Linked DNA regions of Mus musculus: region 2 is linked to region 1. Evidence: chromatin contacts called from public Hi-C data. All regions are on one chromosome and are shown on one strand. The core of a region is the stretch at or near the end of the contact, and the rest is flanking DNA. Distances in the headings are between cores, read along the strand shown. Region 1 has its middle 9.7 kb from the start of Gm12781. Region 2 overlaps Chst8 (carbohydrate sulfotransferase 8).

What was found. Hi-C and Micro-C count contacts between places; a contact is called where the count stands out from the background.
Region 2: a Hi-C map of trophoblast stem cells shows a contact between it and region 1, with 5 times the contacts expected there. The contact joins two enhancer-like sites. A contact is called at or near these places in 1 of 39 promoter capture datasets (embryonic stem cells), 4 of 15 datasets of contacts at CTCF or cohesin (embryonic stem cells and pro-B cells), 62 of 484 Hi-C or Micro-C datasets (8-cell embryo, the C2C12 cell line, Sertoli cells and 14 more), 13 of 115 datasets of contacts at active chromatin or transcription factors (differentiating embryonic stem cells, embryonic stem cells and stem cell-derived neural progenitor cells) and 2 of 9 other capture datasets (embryonic stem cells and pancreatic islet).

Annotation. Positions count from the first base shown.
Region 1 is chr7:34,667,459-34,671,825 of GRCm38.p6, reverse strand. No RefSeq gene overlaps it. Among named protein-coding and RNA genes, the nearest start is that of Gm12781, 9.7 kb to the right of the region's middle. Within about 2 kb of position 2,270, at least 13 of the 459 cell types and tissues checked have an H3K27ac peak or open chromatin away from gene starts, as enhancers often do. A contact at or near this core is called in trophoblast stem cells, where this site is marked.
Region 2 is chr7:34,747,918-34,752,284 of GRCm38.p6, reverse strand. It overlaps Chst8 (carbohydrate sulfotransferase 8), which reads left to right. Exons shown (of 4, transcript NM_175140.4): 2 at 4,008-4,223. The coding sequence starts at 4,094. Among named protein-coding and RNA genes, the nearest start is that of Gm38987, 63 kb to the left of the region's middle. Within about 2 kb of position 2,349, at least 11 of the 459 cell types and tissues checked have an H3K27ac peak or open chromatin away from gene starts, as enhancers often do. A contact at or near this core is called in trophoblast stem cells, where this site is marked.

The DNA.
Region 1 (4,367 bases), core at 1,021-3,520:
AACGCACATGCACACGCGTGTACACACACATACACACCCGTGCTCACATTGCATACACACCTTCATGAGCATCACCTCTTCTGGTATTTTAAATAAATGGGAAAGCCCAGTAGGCCCCTCAAAAGTAGGTATTTTCTGTTGGGTCCTGTTCTCCTTCCAAGCAATGGTGTTCTCCAATGCCCACCCTATGTCTCTGTCTCTTCCTCCAAGACATCGCCAAAGCACAGTCCTTAGGCTAATCTATCAACAAAACATAAAATTAAAAGATTTAAGCGGGGTGGTGGTGGCACACGTCTTTAATCCCAGCACTTGGGAGGCAGAGGCAGGTAGATTTCTGAGTTCAAGGCCAGCCTGGTTACAAAGTGAGTTCCAGGACAGCCAGGGCTACACAGAGAATCCCTGTCTCAAAAAACAAAAATAAAATAAAATAAAATAAAATAAAATAAAAGATTTAAAAGGGCATAGGGGTGCACACCATGTAATCTCAACACTCAGAAGGTTGAGGCTTTGAGACTGTGATCCTGAGCTTCAGACAGCCAGCGCTGCATGGCACAATCCTCCCTCAAAAATAAACAAAACAGAGTCGCCCTCCAAGGCTTGCCTCAACCCTGCTCTGTCTTTCCCACCAAAATGCATCCCATGGCCCCACGGCCTCTCCTCCATCTCTTCTTTCTCTAAAAATATCCTCCCACCCCCACCCCCACTCCGACGCCCATCCCCATCCCCATCCCCCCACCCCCTACCCCCCTAAACAGGTTGGCACTGGTTCTTCAGCAGCCTCCAGTGTTCTGAGTCCAGCAGCCTCTCACCTGCCTGTGCATCCCCTGGAGGGCAGAGCTCAGCACCACCCCTATGCTGGCTTCCCAGTTTACACCTCCACCCCTGACCTCTAGCAGCTCTCCCCCCACCCTGCCTTGTCCAGCCACCTGCCCCACATCTGTATCAGCACATCCAGAAGGTGCCTCAGATCACCTACCCTACCTGAGCCTCATCTCTTCCAAGTCCTGCACCCCCCTCCCAGGACTCCCACCTCAGCCCACCACCCCTGCACTCTGTCTTACTTCTTGAAAGTATCTCGAATCCACCCCCTTTCTCCCTACTGTCTTTTCTTCTTTACTTCCTTCTTTCTGTTTTCTAAGGCAGTGTCTAGCTACCATAGCCTCTGCTGGCCTTGAATAGACTCTGTAGCCCAGGCTGGCCTGGCTCACAATCCCCCTGCCTCCACCCTGTAGTATTGGAATCAGAATCATGTACCATCAGAGGCTGCCCATGTCTTTTCCCTATTTGGAGCTGTCACGTTTTGTTTGTTTGTTTGTTTGGGTTTTGTTTTGCTTTGTTTTTCAAAACAGGGTTTCTCTGTGTAGCCCTGGCTGTCCTGGAAGTCACTTTGCAGACCAGGCTGTCCTCAAACTTACATAGATCAGCCTGCCTCTGCCTCCTGAGCACTGGGATCCCACCACCATGCCTAGCTGGAGATGTCATTTAAACCCATACCATTGTCCTCTCTGGCCTTGGCTCTTGAAGTAATAAGAAGTAAGAATAACCAGGTACAGTGGTGCACATGCGAGATCTAGCTTTGCAAGAGACCCAGGCAAGAGAAATGCTCTGCGTACAAGGCCAACCTGGGCTACATACTGAGTTATAGATCAGCCTGGGCAACAGAGTGAGGCGCTGTCTAAGAAAATAATAGCAATGGGGCTTGCAGAATGGCTCAGCCGGTAAAATGGCTTACCTCTAAGTCAATCTAAGACGATCTAAGTTCCATACCCAGGACCCACATGGTAGGAGAGAAAACTGACTCTTGCTGACCCACATTTGAGTGACGGCATGCAGACACACACACAATCAGAATAAACAGATAAACACAATATTTTTTTTAAAAAATGCAGATATAGGTCATGCCTTGGAATGCTGCCTTCCCAGGCTTGCCAGTGAGGGCAGGGAGTGTGGATTCCTCTTAAAGCCTTTGTCAATATGCTTGAGGCCTTAGGCTCAAGCCCCAGCACACATACACGAAAATCATGGTATTTACAGGCTGATCCCAAACTGCTCTGCATATTTCATGAATATATTATTTTATTTACTTGCCATTACCACCCTGTAAGATAGATACGGAGCAGTTATATCCTCCCGGGATCTCCCGACAAGGACCTTGAGACACAGAAGGGGTTGAACAATTTACCCTGAGGCCACGTAGCTCTGAAAAGACTGTCTCCCTTCCAGCGCCCGGCAGTTAGGTCTGGTGTCCAGTCCTTAACCATTAGAATGCTCTGCTGCTCTGTGGGGGGTGGTTTGTGAGAGCAAGTTAGGAATCCAGTGACCTCAGGAGCAAGGACAAGACAAGCTTTGCAGGAAACTGAGATTCCAGACGCCTTTAAGTGGCTGCCTGAGGTTCTGATAAACAGGTGTCCTGCTGCTGGAAAGTAGCAGGGGGAAGTCGGAGCTTGTCCCCTCCCCCAGCAAGCGTGACAGCAAAGATGGGAACAGATCCCGAGTGGGCTTAGTGCCCTCCAGAGGCCAAGATGATGATGAATGATGGGTGGAGAGTTCAAAGCCATCCTTGGCTACCCAGCAAGCTCCAAGCCAGCTTGGGCTATGTGAGAGACCCAGTCTGGAAAAGTAAAAGTTAAAGGGGCGGGGGTAAGAGAGGTAACAGCCAGAGAAACAGGAAGAGGAGGGGGAGGAGGGGGGAGGGGGAGGTGGAGGAGAAGGGGAGGAGGGGGAGGGGGAGAAGAGGGGAGGGAGAGGAGGGGGAGGGAGAGGAGGGGAAGGGAGAGGAGGGGGAGGAGGGGGAGGGAGAGGAGGGGGGAGGGAGGAGTGGGAGGAGGGGGAGGAGAGATTAATCTGAGCCAGCCTGGTCCAAGAGGGAGGGCTGAGAAGTAGGGTGGTCTGAAAGATGAGAATCTGGAACCTTCTCTTGGAGTGACAGGGAAGAGGGTGGGCAGAAATGACCACAGTTCAGGGGCAGTGAGAAGGTTCCCATCCCATAAGCATTTCCTCTGGGGTGTCACACACAATGCCACCAGATCCTGCCTGGTGCCTGCCCATCTCTGTACCAGCCTGCAGCTCTCTGTCATCCATGGCTTAAGGTTGCCCATGAGTCTACATGACTATACAAGCATTTGGTCAGCCTAGCAGCCTCACTGGGGACAGTTGCCAAGGTTACAAGCTAAGACTTCTCTTTGGGGTACAGATGCCCAGAACAGGGGTACAGGGGATGGAGTGAATCTGTCTAGCATTTGGAATAGAGCCCCACCAGCTCTCAGAGATGTGGGTGGGTGGCAGTCCCACGGCCCCAGAGAGCTGCAAGTCCTAACACTGTGGGAAGGAACAGGGCGGTCAAATCCAGGCTAAGAGCAGAAGCTGTGAGATCAGAAATACTCTCAAAAACCCAGGCCCAGATTTTTACTTTGCCTTTTATTTATTTCTTCTTAAACCCTGTTTCTCTCCCCGAGGCATCTAATCTATTATTTAACATTGGATTGTACGATTGAAACTCCCAGGCAAATTGAAAATTATTTGTGTTGGAGGTTTCAGGCATGATGCTGAGACTACCATTTCTGGGGGACTCTGAGATCCAAGCAAAGGCAGAAACCCCCGGCATGCGGCTCTGATCCAGGAAGGGGTCGGGCAGGCCGAGCAGGGTGGCGGGCAGATCCAAGGGCCTCGGGCACCTGGGGCCGGTTGACTCAAGCCTAGCACACCCAGAGCTCCACACATCTCAGGGCCATTAATCTCCATGCGGCATTTCACTCGGGAAATTCTGCCGAAGCCTCCCACCGGTCAAAGTCCTCAAGAGGCCAAGCAGGTGTGATCAGTCACCTGGCCCTGCGCCCACCCTGGGGGAAAGGCCTCAGTCACGGGAGAATTAATGACTCAAGGACAGGGCTCACCATCATTTTTCAGAGGTTAGTGCTCTGCGATTTGGCAGCGGGAGGGCGGGTGGGGGGGGCGGGGGGGGGCGGCCAGCCTCAGGGAGTCAGGTGACTGAGGGGCAGAGCTTGGGGTGGCCCCGGGTGGGCGATGATTAGGATTGTTGTACCCTAAATATGGACGAGTCTCATGACATCATAGCGCTGTGTTCGAAACCAAGGATCAAGAGGCTGGGCAGAGGGCTCAGTCAGTAAAGCTCTTGCTGCCTAAATTCAGATCCCCAGCACCCACGTGCAAAACTAGGCAGCAATGGATGGCTGTAATCCCAGCACCGGGAAGGTGGAGCGAGCCTAGAGCTGGCCAGGCAGCCTAACTGAGCCCCAGGTTCAGGGAGAGACTTTGTCTCAAAAAATAAACTGGATTGACTCTAGACATCAATCTCGGGGCTCCATAAAACACATACACTTATACCTGTACACACACACATGCGCGCG
Region 2 (4,367 bases), core at 1,100-3,599, 80 kb before region 1:
ATGGAAAACAGGGTCCTAGGAGGAAAGACTGGTTGGGACGTAGCGCTGAGCTGGGTAGGGAAGCCACTGAGTCTACTACCTGCTCCTAGATGTGGGCATGCACTCGGATGGTCTCAGGGGCCTTGGAAATGGCAACTGTTGTACAGCTGGGTCTCCTGCCTCCTCTTCTGGATCCCAGGCCCAGGAGGAGCTGCATTCTGCCTCCATGAATGGATTTGGTGTGAGCAGATTCAGGACACAACTGCAGAACCCCTTTAGCTGTTGACAGAAGTCTGTAGTGGCTCTAAATGGTGGCCGTGTGACAGATGGGGGTAGAGAGGGGACGAGGCAGCTATAGTCACATCTGCGGGGCCAGGCTGGAGACAAGCAAGGTGATGATCACACGGTTTAAGTCCCTTCCTTTATCCATCAAATAGCACTGAAGGGTGACACCATGGGACATTGTTAGCCTTCTTCCCAAGGCATTTCTGTGCTGGGAGTGGCTTATCCTTTCTTCCCTCCCTCATCTCTTCCTCTATATTAGTTGGTTTGCTGTTGTTACTTGACAGAATACCTGACAAGGTAAAGAAGAATGATCTGGTTTGGTTCTTGGTTTCAGAGGGTTCAATCCATAGCGGCTTGGTCCTATGCTCTCGGACAGAGCATCACAGGAGTGAGAGGAGGTAGTGAAGGAGAATCTTGATCTTGTGACAAACAGGAAGGGGAGAGCAAGAAAGAAAGGTAGGGGAGAGGAGGAGGTAACAGCCAGGGACAAGATAGTCCTAAGGGCCCACCCCAGTTACCTACGTCCTCCAGCTAGGTTCCTTCTTCTTCTAACTTTTCCACTACCTGGGAACCAAGCCCTTAAGACACGGGCCTTGGGGCCCCAACCTCTGTAGGAAGTAGCCTCATGCCAGAGGCTGCAGAGTTTTAGCCAGATTGGCCTCAGGTGACTGGCTCAGGAGGCAGACATGGCTTGGCCATTGACGGTGTGGGTGAGGGCATGTATGTTTTCACCTGCTCCAGTCTACAGGTAGGGTGAGCGTGTCAGTATGCCTAGAAAGGGCTCAAGCATCATCCCCTGCTTTCTCTCTGAAAGCCTGTTCTCTGCCACGTCACTGCCAAATGTTTCTTTTACCTATCCGGACTCCTTCCTGAGACTGTTAGAGTGTCCTAAAGGGCTGTATCAGCTGCTGTGTGTGGGGGGGTGGGGGTGGGGGTGGGGGTGGGGGGGGGATAGTGCCTGAGGCTATGAGGACAGGGTCACAAGCAGTTTCTAAGGGTGACAGAGAATAGCTCCGCCCCTTCTGGTCCCTTACATTCCATTCCCTCAGCATCCAGAGACAGACTGATGGACCTCACAGGGCAGGTAGTGCTGGGGGAAACAGCACCAGGCATGCTCTGAGCATCTGTCTACGTGGAAACTGACCTGTCGGAAGTCCTGACATCTACATGATGCATCTTGGCTTCGTGAGATACACCATTTATCCCCAGAGCTGAGACTCTGTGGTTCTCAGTCTGGGCACACTATGAGCAAGATAGAATTCCCTACTCCACACCTCATTGATTGGCAGGCAGCAACAGTCTTTTCTTAAGGCAAGCCCGTTGCACAGAGGTCGTGGCTTGCTCAAAAACCCCAGAGCCAGCTCTACTGATAAACTGAGCCCCCCACACTGCTGCTCCCCAAACACAAAAGCTGGGAGGTCGTGGGAACCACCTGCTCCGCACAGTCCAGGGAGCCCAGCACCAGGCGCACAGAGGCCTGCGGCAGGTTAATTAAAGTTAACTGAGTGAAAAAATAATTACAGAGACTGCAGAGGGGAGAAACCCAAGCTGGAATTTATACTTCTCAGCTCCTAAGCTTTGCCGAGAATCAGACTAGTCCTTGGGAATTTTTTTTTTCTGGGCAAGAAAAGGGCAGGGAAGGACTTTACACATTTCCCTTCCTGCTTAAGAGTCAGGGGTGGGGTGGGGAGGGTCTCCTGGGCCCTGTGGCCTTGGGTGGCATCAGCTTCCTTTGGCACTGCTCTGTGCTGGGGTGGGCAAGATCCTTGTAAATTCTTTCAGTGGAAATAAAAAGTATCTTTTGGCTTATGGACAGGCCTTTAAGGATCAACCCCTACCCCACCCCCAGCCCTGCTTAAGCCTTGTTTACTGCTTCTGGTCTAGCCAGTGTGTAAGACCAGCATCCTGCTGTACACTGGTGAACCTGTAGGGAAGGTCTACCACACCTTCACCACAATACTGGATTGAACCCTCCAACAAAAAGAGATGAAATAAAAGTTAGTCCCTGTGCACTCTCCTATTCGTTACTTTTTATGTATGCGGATGTTTCCCAGGGCATGCAGTACCCACCAAGGCCAGAAGAGGGCAATGGATCCCTTGGAGCCAGAAAGCTGAGCCCTGCCACGTGGGTGCTGGGAATCAAAGTCAGAGGCTCTGGAGGAGCAGCCAGTGCTCTTAACTTCTGAGCCATCTCTCCAGCCCAGGCTCTTCTCTCCTAAGGTTGCTTCTGTCCCACTGCTGTGATAAAACCTTCTGTTTTATCACAGCAGTGGGACAGTAATAAACCCTCTGAGACCATCTGTCTGGATACCTGGTGGAATTTGAGTCCGAGCAATGCTGTGGATGTAGGTAGAACATTGTGAGCATCAGGGATCTGCCTGTGTAGATCTGCAACAGATGTCTGGGAGACTTCCTCTGTCCTCTCACCTTTACTTGGCCCATACAGGCCTGGGTGAGGCCCCACAACCTCCCAAAATACCGCCAACAACGGGAGACCAGGTGTTCAAAGACAGGAATCTATGGGGGGCATTTCAGACTCGAAAGTGAGGTGTGCCTGTCTGTTTTTTAAAAAGAGAGAGAGAGGGAGAGGGAGAGGGAGAGGGAGAGGGAGAGGGAGAGGGAGAGGGAGAGGGAGAGTTGCCAGGCAGAGGTGGCGCATGCCTCTAATTCCAGCACTCAGGAGGCAGAGGCAGGTAGATCTCTGTGAGTTCGAGGTAAGCTTGATCTACAGAGTGAGTTCTAGGAAAGCCAAAGCTACACAGAGAAACCCTGTCTCAAATCACCCCCCCCCAAAAAAAAAAAAACCAAGTAAGTTGTATTATTTTATGCGTATGAATGTTTGGCTTTCATGTATGTCTCTTCATCATGTACATGCAGTGCTTGTAGATACCAGAAGAGGGCGTCATAACCCCTGGAACAGATGTCTGTGAGCTGACATGTGGATGCTGGGAACTAAACCTAGGTCCTCTAGAGCAAAAAGCAGCTCAGCGTTCCTAACCACTGAGCCATCTCTCCAGCCCTGGGGTGTTGCCTATCTTGATCCATAATTTGGTCTGATTCACTTGTACTTAGAGCGTGGAGGGCATTTCTTCTGTCCTTGTGGTAGAACCAAGGTGACAGACAACTCGTGTGCATGCATGGAGTCTTTCAGAGGCCAGAAGAGCAAACAGGGATAGAGAGGGATGTGAGCAGCCTGTGGAGGGAGCATGGTGTTGACTGGGAGGCTCACAGAGCTGGGCAGGACAGGGGTGCGGTTACTGATTACAACCTGTGACAGTCAAGGCTCATAGCTTCCCCCAACAGTGAGCTAGTGTGCCTCTCTGTGGCTTTATGGCAGGTGCAGACAGGAAACCCTTGTGGGGAGAGCAGGGAGCAACAGAACCCCCTTCAGCCTCTGGGGGCTTCAGAAGGCCAAAGTGGACAGGCATGGTGGTGAATGGCTGTAATTGCAACACTCGGGTAGTTGGAGTGGGAGGGTCGTGAGTTTGGGACCCCTCTGGACTGTATAATGAGTCCCAGTCCAAAGGGAGGAAGGGGGAGAGAGAGAGAGACAGACAGACAGACAGAAAGACACACACACACACACACACACAGAGAGAGAGAGAGAGAGAGAGAGAGAGAGAGAGAGAGAGATCTCCAGATGGGTTAGAGGAATCCAGAAGGTAAGTCAATGTCACGTGACAGGGAGCTTAGTTCACTGATATCCTGCAACTGAAACCCGCTTCTTCCATTCTGTCTTGTAGACCCCAGCCTGATGGATGTCTGGTGTGGATAATGAGGGAAGAACGTGCCTTTTACACCCAAGAGGTGACCCCGGAGCGTGCCCCGGATGACCCCACGACTCGGAACGATGCGGCTAGCCTGCATGTTCTCGTCCATCCTGCTGTTTGGAGCTGCGGGCCTGCTCCTCTTCATCAGCCTCCAGGACCCTATAGAGCTCAGCCCCCAGCAAGTTCCAGGTGAGCCCCGAGGTTGCTACTTAACACTGCGGGTCGCATGCTGACCTTCCTGATGGCCCTGGTGTGCCGGGGCTGGGTGACGGTAACCCTTGTAAACAGAGAAAGGGCCCTGGCTTCCTCCTAGCAGGCGTCGGTGTCAGTGTG